2 separate regions of the Zea mays genome follow, and region 2 is linked to region 1. A link is a contact called in public Hi-C data. All regions are on one chromosome and are shown on one strand. Each heading gives the region's core, a stretch centred on a gene start, on an enhancer-like site or on the middle of the called end of the contact. The rest is flanking DNA. Distances are from core to core; before and after follow the strand shown.

Region 1 (4,383 bases), core at 968-3,467:
AGTATCGGGTCGGTACCCTTGGAAGTTGAGCAGGAACTTGTCCCAGAGTCCTTTCCAGGAGTCGATGGACAGTGGCGGCAACCTGGTGTACCAGGTGAGGGCCGAACCCTCGAGCGCGATGATAAAAGACTTGGCCATTGTGGCGTCATCCCTCCGGACGATGCGACGACGACTTGGTAGCTCATTATGTATTGTGCTGAGTCAGTGCTGCCGTTGTACTTGGGATAGGTCTCTGCCCTGAAGTTGGCAGGCCAAGGTGACGCTTGAAGTTGCGGAGCCAGGGGGCTTCGCTCATCCAGGTAGTTGATCCCTTGGAAAGCGGTGACATGCGGGATGAAGGGCCCGCGCTGAGGTATGAAGAGGTCTCCGGCTAGGACGCGTTGTTGGAGGGGCGGTCCGTGCTGCAGGTCATGCTGGCCTTCGCTCTGCATGAGCGCGATTTCTTGCTCGAGCTCCCGAGCTCTCTGCTCTTCGTCTCGTATCATCTGGCGCACCTTGTCCTGTGCAGTGACACGTTGGCGCTTGGCCTCGAGGATGTCTTTCTATTTTTGGAGGTTGTGGATTTTGATGCGCAGGGCCCGCAGCTGTAGCTGTTCCTTGGCTGATATGCCGATGACTTCGCCGTCTTCCATTGCGTCTTCGCCCTCTGGTGGGGCGAAGCCTGGAGGTGGTGCTTGCGGTAGTCCTCTAGAGCTGCAAGTGCGTAGGGTGCCTTCGGGGGTGGGGTGCTTCTGACGCTGTCTTTTGCTGACAGCTTCGTCTCGGAGGCTTCTTGGTGGGTGTTGTCCGCGAGGGCCTTGCCTTTTTTCTCAGCTAGCAGCGCTTCCTTCGCTGCTTCGTCGATGGATGGGGCTACCTTCGAACTAGCTCGCTTGGGTGCCATCACGGGTTGTTTGTTCGTAGCACGAACGGTGGGCGTCAAATGTTATTACTCGCCTTTCTGGACGAGTGGATCCAACGGGAGAGTGGAGTGAGTGCTTGCAAGGTTCAACGGGGAATGGCAATAGCTTGGTTAATCTGGCCTCTCAAGGGCACTGTACGGGGGTATTGATAGGTACCCAAGTGTTCACTGTCCTCTGGTAAGGACGTTTATGCCCTCGGGTACCCGGACTATCCCTAGAATATTCCCACATGGGGAGGTTACAGACCGTCATTACAGAAAAGGCTATTACAGATGAGGCCCGTAACACGTTTATCCGCGCGGGGCCCGTTACAGTGGGCCGAATCCCTCATGGGCTTCCGGGCGCGATGAGGACGTGGGACTAGCAGACTTCGTCGAAGTCTTCCCTTCGTCTTGCAATGGAGAGGACGAAGGGTGACCGCGCCAGTCATCATCCGGCCGGCGCTCTCGGCTCACTCGGGCGTGGTCTTCGTTGGTGTAGCGAGGCGACGAAGGCGTGGAGCGAAGGGTAGCGTCTTCGCCTTCGCCCCAACAGCTTGTCTACGACCTGACTAAGCGGATCACATGATGGTCAGCTGCTCCAAGCGGTAAAGGAGACCTTCCGCGATAAGCCTGGTGAAACTGAATTCAAGTTGGAGCATATATGACGTGATCTTCATCATCAACCAAAGTGGTGCATACGACATGATGACTTCGACTCTAGCGATGAGCATACGATCCGCCTCAGTGTGGAGGAGGATTATAGCTCCATATTGTCCCATAATATTGAAACACCATGCTCTATTGTGGAGGAGATAGGGCAAGAGCGCAACAAGGGTAAAGTGCTAGTAACGAGCAACAATGAAACCTCTCACAAGAAGACCAAAATGAAGCAACTCAGCAAGGCTAGCGAGAAGATAAATTAAACAAAATTATACGAACAATTAACCAAGTATGAATGAAGACATGAAAAAGATCCATACGTTGATCGTAAAAAGTTGGCTAAACAATTAAAAAATAGAAAATGAAGAAAAAAATTCGAGAAGTGTGATGACAATGATGAGTAGTAGTTTTATTTTGAACTATATATTTTTTTAATTTTTTTCATTTTATTTAATTTGTTTAATCTATACAGTTTTATTTTTTACAAGATATGATTTGTTTCATATTTTATATACTTTATTCGAATTATAGATTTTTCTTAATTATATGTTCTACGATTTATTTTGTGTTTTATTTTAAATATATGCTAGAATCCCACCGCATCCCGAAAGGCGAAAGGCCGAAAGCCCAGTCGGACCACGCCACTCCCAAACCCTAAGCTGAGCCTGTGACGCTTTCATCCAATGGTGCAAGAGCAAGACGCACCCAACGCACTTGCCTCCGACGCCGATCACCCCGCTCCGCCGCCCCGCCTCCTTTCTAAGCACCGCCCGCGTCGCCGCGCCGCTGCCCCTCGCCCGCCCCTGCCACCACCTGCGCCACCACTGCCCGCGCGTCGCCTGCCCGATCTCAGCCAGTGCCACTGCTGCGGCTTCCGCTTCCGAACGCCCCAGCCGGGGGCCAGGCCCAAGCGCCGCCCGCTCTGTCCACTCAGTTCCCTATGGCGCGTCGTCCTCCTCTGCGCCGAATGCCTCTCCCTGGTCCGCTGTGGCGCTGTATGCTCTTACTGCCTCTCCCTCGACAACCTGCCGCCCGAGGATTCCGCCGTCGTCTGTCGCCGCTGCAACCGCTATGTCCATCGATCCTGTATCCCTGCCGAACACCGCACGGCCGTGATCCAGCCGGTCGATGTGGAGGATTTCCTCTGCGTCGATTGCCGTCCCACCGTGAGATCGAAGAACGGGGGCTTCAATTTGGGGCTGAATCTGGATGCTTGCATCTGGGATCGTACATCCGTTGCCAGGGAGAACGCTCTGAGGAAGGCTGTGGAGGTGAAGCCCGCTTCTAAGCGGGGGAACGACGCTGTTGGCGGCAGTGGGTTGGTCGGAAGGGGCAGTGATGTTCCAGTTCTGCCGGACGAAGAGTTAGCTTTGCAGCTGCACCTGGCAATGAATGGATCACAGAGGATTTCACGTTCAGGTGGTGCCTCTGCCGATCCAGCCAAGGGGAAGAATGATGGGGTTGCTAGTAGGATTTGCAACACAAATCAGGATATTTGCGTAACAAATATGATGGCTCAGCTTGATGAAGAAGAACCAGGTTGCAACAGGGTATTAAAGGGCCTTAGGAATTCTGATTCCTCTGTCACAGTGGTTCTTGCGCTGGAATGTGTGAAAGGTAAACGCACTGAGGAAAGCATGAAAGCTAAAGGAAAAGGTCCTCATGTGATTACACAGAAGGATGATTTGGTGGATCCCTATAAGAAGTATAGTAAAAGGAGTTCAAGCAAATTAGCAAAAGATGAATATGTTGCAAGCCCGAAAATGTATGATGGGATGGACATAGAAGATGCTGATCATGATGGTAATGGGGTAGCTCCTATGAAATAGACTGCTTATACCATTCTGAGGTACTAATTTTTTTAATGAATTCCTTCCGTGCCATTCTGCAATGAAGTGCAGCATTTAGTGCAATTTCAATGTTGCCTGTTGGTCACTTGTTCAAGTAAATGTTACTTATATTTTACTGCAAAGATGGAAGATGTTGAAGCCACAAAATGCCATTGGTAAATGTCATCCGAGGTCAGATGATGATGCAAATCTTTATTAATCATGAAATGTCATTAAGACAATATCACACACTTAGGCAATGTAGTTCTTTCCTCATGTAGATCACTGTACCAGCTTTCTTTACTAGTTTTGTCACTGCAGTTAGGGATGAAACCAGATCGGTTACAGACGGATACCAGTGATCCTGCATTTTGTCCCATATCCCATATGTTTTCTCAGATCTCAAAACTGGATATGGAGCATTCGGATATTGATACCTATCTCATATCAAGGTTTTAAATTCGGCTAGTCAACTCTAGTCGCCTGAGCACCGATAAGTTGATTAATCGCGTTTAGTTGTCGATTCACTCGATTAGTCGAGCCTAGTCGACTCCTAGTCATCCTATAGTTGTCCACCTATAACAAGACCATATGTGTGTGTGTGTGTATAGCTGTAGCAGGACAACAATACTGTCGGGGACCATAATTAGGGGTACCCCCAAGACTCCTTATCTCAGCTGGTAACCCCATCAGCACAAAGCTGCAAAGGCCTGATGGGTGCGATTAAGTCAAGGCTCGGTCCACTCAAGGGACACGATCTCGCCTCGCCCGAGCCCAGCCTCGGGCAAGGGCGGCCGACCCCGGAGGATTCACGACTCGCCCGAGGGCCCCCTCAAGCAACGGACACACCTTCGGCTCGCCCGAGGCCCAGTCTTCGCCAAAAAGCAACCTTGGCCCGATCGCCACGCCGACCGACCGTATCGCAGGAGCATTTAATGCAAAGGTGGCCTGACACCTTATCCTGACGCGCGCCCTTCAGTCGACAGAGCCGAAGTGACCGTAGTCACTTCG
Region 2 (4,515 bases), core at 1,462-3,961, 310 kb before region 1:
TGGAGTCTTAAGTGCTAAAGGTAAGTCTTAGAGCCTAGAGTGGTCTTGTTTTAGAATGATGGTCAAGTAGAAGAAGCACTTAAGGAGCTGGAATAACCTAAGCCTTAACTTGAGCTTTGCTTGGAATAGATGGTTAAGTAAAGAAAATTCTAAACCAGGACATTTTGGATATGAGCTATGTGTATCAAAGATTGGATCCTGAGCTAGAGAGTAACTTTGCTTTAGGTGGAGGGATCAGAGGGATGAGTCACTGGAAGAAACAGTAGCCACATTTGAAACCCTAAAACTAGCCCAAAAGAGGAATTCAAAATCTAGAAAGAATTTTGCAAAAGTCCATATATCAAAGTTGTGGATCTTGGAAAAGTGAATAAATTTCTTATTTGGAGAATTCCAAGTTGTGTGGAGAAATTTGGAGTAATTTGCAGAAATTCAGTTTTGGGTTCAAATTGGAACTTCTGCAATTAATATAAACTAGCCAAATTTGAACCCTTATAAATTCTGATCTATAAGCATTTTGAAGATGGTTCTTATAACAAAGTTATATAGCTATATGAGGAGTATAAGTTTGGTTAAGTCAACTAGCCCTAGCACTGTTTGGAACTTATAGAAAACCTGGTCCAAAGTAAAGCTGTCAGAAATTGTAGATTTTCAGACTTAGTGAATTCATATTCTGAATTTCAGCAATTGGAGCAAACTTTGGGCTATTGTAGTTTGGAATCCAAGAGGTTTTGGTTAATGACCACTATAGCAAACTTGTAGAATAAGTATAATAGAACAACTATTATTGTGTGTCACAGCCCTGGAACTATATACAACTAGGAGAAAAAGGTGATCCAAAGTGAGGCTGTCAGACTTTTTGAATTTCAGATTGTGAACAGTGTCTGAAATTAGATTTCTGTGTTTTGATAGCTATTTCAGAGCCTATTTGTGGCTGATCTAGAAGGTTTTGGGCTGTGATGTTTATGGAGGAAGTGAAGACCATATAATGTGGAACAACTTTCTTATAGGGTGGTGGACCTGATATCATACATAAAGTGCATAAATAGTTGCTCAAAGATTGGATTGTCAGGTTGGTTAATAACTGAATTTTAATTCAGTTCTGAACCCTGAATGGCAGCAAGTTGCCCAGTTTGGAGCTCTATGATAATTAATCTATGGAGATTTTGGTTAAGAGTTCTGTAGTAAAGTCAAAGTCCATATAAAGGGGAACAACTTTTATGCAAAGGATTGACTTGTTACTGTGTACGATTTAGAGAAAAAGGGGTGGCAAAACCCTTTGTCAGACTCTGTGGTGCTGTTTTAGATTTCTGAAACTGAATTTTCAGTGACCTTGGCTGTAAATTGGGGTACCATAACTTTTGTTCTATATGATTTCAACCATGAGTTGCTATACAAAATAGGTAGAGCTACAAGTAGAGAATAATTTTGGTGAAGGGGTAGTGGTCTGATACTAAGGGTGTGTTTGGTTTAACTTTTAGCTTTGACTTTTGCCCCCCTAAAAGCCAAAAGCCAACCAAAGGGCTGGATCCAGGAAGCAGCTTTTTCTAAAAGCCGACTTTCTTGTAGTGCAAATCTGAAAGCACCTCTGGACCTGCTTTTAGTGGCTTTTCGGATGGAACTATGAAAACATATATCGAAGGATTTTTAACGACTTTTAGTGGTTTCTACCAAACGGTTTTTAGCTTTTTAACAACTTACAGCCTACAGCAGCTTTTTCCACAGCTCACAGCCCACAGCAACTTTTTTCACAGCCACAGCCCAACCAAACAGACCCTAAAAGAAATTGGGTGATCAATGCAGCTAGACAGGGAAATGTGGAAGGGGACAGTGTTGGCCGATTCAGTAAATTCAGAGGACTGAAATTGTGTTTCAGTGATGTGTGGCCAACATCAGAGCCACATAACTTGTGATATACATATTTTGGGTCCTGGATTTTTATAGTAAACCTGAAGAGCCATGGTTGGGGAACAAATTTGTTCAATAATGATTGAGCTATCCTTGTTTGGAATAGAGAGAAAAAGGTGTTCGAACTACCTCTATCAGGCATGGAAATGCAAACCTGAATCAGTTACTGTGGATTTGGTTTAGTGTTTTTTATAGTCAAGCAGTGGCAGTTCAATTGGGATAAAAAATATCTGCAGTAAAGATCTGTATCCACTATCGATTCCAGCTACTTCTATGTCAGTTATGGATAGGAATAAGCTTTGTTGTGGGAGAGTAAGTAACATGGGATATGCCTTGCTGCCGTGTTGTTTTTTTCATTTGTCTTTACCTCTGTCCATATCCAGTGAACTGGCTGGATATTTTGGGGGTGAGCTGTGTGCTGAATTTTGGTAGTCTCACCCCTTCAAAAATATCAAGTTAAGTTTGTTTGAGTCTGCCCACAGTGAAGTTTTATTTGCTTCTGCTTCTGCCTATATCCAGTGAATAGGTGGGATATTTTAACAGTGAGCTCACCCAAGTTCAATGTTTTGAGTTGTGTCTATGAACTTGGGTGGAGGTGGTTCATGAGAGCCACGTATGGTAACCCTGTTGTGCTGACATCTTTGGGATTCCTCTTCATCGAGTTGTGGTTAAGCTTGATGGTTCCCTCCCCCTTGCTCTACATATATTCGGTGGCTGCAAACTGAATTCAGTGAAGCCCCCTTTCTACACTTAAATCTAGCCAAGGTTCTCTACATATGAGAGGTGTTCCTGGTGTCCCCAAGACTACACAGCCCCTCCCAGTCTCAAAGTGGATCTGCTCTAGAGTTCGAGCATCAGTTCCTGTGTCTGTGGTAACAACAGCCACCATCCTCCCACCTCACCGTGGCCAGGTAACTTCAAGGGTTTCCTCGGTCGAGTTGTGCATGTTTTGTGCTCTGCATAAGATAGAGAAGCTCATATGATGGTGAACAGATCTCCTTAAGAGAGTTTTGTTGGATGCTATATAAAAATTGGAGTAAAAGCTGTCTAAAGTTGGATTGTCAGGCTGGACACATAACTGAATTTTTTATTCAGTTCTGAGAACTGAATTGTAGCAGTATGCCTAGTTTGGAATTCATTTGTGACTGATTCATGGGGTTTTGGATTAAAGTTTCCATAGCAAAGCTAGAGAACATAGTAAAGAGAGTAAGTTTTGTAAAGTGAGGTGGACTTGGTTCCACATAAATTTGGGAGTAAAAGTGGCCAAAAGATGGACCGTCAGGTGTGGGGATTCAGACTTAGAATAATATTTAAGTCTGAATTTGTATGTTTTTATTCAATTTTGGGTCCTTGTGGTAATTAATCCAAGAAGAAATGGGGTAGGAATGCTATAGCAAAGTGAAAGACCATGTCAAGGAGAGCAAGTTTCATACAAAGAATGGGCTTGCTACTGTATAGAGTTGGCAGCAAAAAGGTGCCCCAAACTTCTCTATCAAAGTGGGTGCAGTGCTGTTTCAGTTCACTGAAACTGAACTTTTCTGTGATTTTGCTCTATTTTGTGGCATCATAACTTTTGATTAGTATGGTTTTAGTCTGGGATGCTATGCCAAAGTGGTAGAGCTATGTCTAGAGAATAACTTTGAGTAAATGAGTTGGGTTTGTTGTTGAGGGAATTTGTGAGTTACAAAGCACTGAACAGAGGGAGAGGAATGGAGCAATGGAGGATGAATTCAGAGAACTGAAAACAGGTTCAGTGAATTGTGGCTGATTCTTGGACACTATAACTTGTAGTACATGCAGTTTGGATCCTTTCTTAAGGCATAAATGAAGTACTTGGTTGGTTATGGAGGCAAGGTTTCCTAGTTTGGTTGGTGAATTGAGTTGTGATATTAGAGTATTTAGCTCTCTTAAGGTTTTGTTAGTTTTTGAGTGCACCTTTAGAGAGGTGTAAGTCTTGTGATGTTTTGTAGTATTTTCTTTTCAAGTTGCATAAGCATAAGTATTCATATCCATATCTTTATATGTAGAATTCCCAGAAGATGAAATTCAAGAAGTGGTTTCTGACGAGGAGTCTGCTTCAGTGCCTGCTCATCAAGTGATAGGAGCCATCTAACTGGGTATTTAATAGAGGGATCTGGAACCTCTTTACTACAATAAGGCAAGCCCCAGTGCATGCAACTCGTTCCTTGTATTTTAAAAAGACTTTTATACACTTTAAGTCTAGTGAAATGTGCATTAAGCTTATAGGAGTTGCTTGGAAACTATTGGATGCATTGACTACCTTGATATCCATTCCTGTTATAGATTCTTCTTTGGAAGTATCAAATATTGTTTACAAAAATTGATTAGCCCTGCCTAGAGGTAAATCTTGCAGATAGAGTTTGTCCTTTGCACTAATGCCTAGCTCAGGGTTTATCCTGAGGAAGGATGGCTCTACCTACAAGAATATTTTCATTGGGATCATGGGGAGATCTAATGCAAGGTTCCCTGTGACGTTTTAATCATCCTAAGGTACACAAATAAGTCCTAAGGATGAAAGTACTTAAATCGAGACTTGGGCTAGGAAAGGTGATGTTCTGCCCAGGTTGATTAAGGATTATAGGGAATGTA

Evidence for each region. Hi-C and Micro-C count contacts between places; a contact is called where the count stands out from the background.
Region 2: a contact with region 1 is called in a Hi-C map of leaf, with 6 times the contacts expected there. The contact joins the enhancer-like site here to the promoter of LOC100276982 in region 1. A contact is called at or near these places in 4 of 25 Hi-C or Micro-C datasets (ear, leaf and an unstated tissue).

Annotation. Positions count from the first base shown.
Region 1 is chr9:54,023,521-54,027,903 of Zm-B73-REFERENCE-NAM-5.0, reverse strand. LOC100276982 reads left to right here and starts at 2,217. Exons shown (of 2, transcript NM_001196143.1): 1 at 2,217-3,392. The coding sequence starts at 2,227. The coding sequence ends at 3,372.
Region 2 is chr9:54,338,242-54,342,756 of Zm-B73-REFERENCE-NAM-5.0, reverse strand. No RefSeq gene overlaps it. Among protein-coding and RNA genes, the nearest start is that of LOC111590139, 77 kb to the left of the region's middle. Within about 2 kb of position 2,711, at least 2 of the 20 cell types and tissues checked have an H3K27ac peak or open chromatin away from gene starts, as enhancers often do.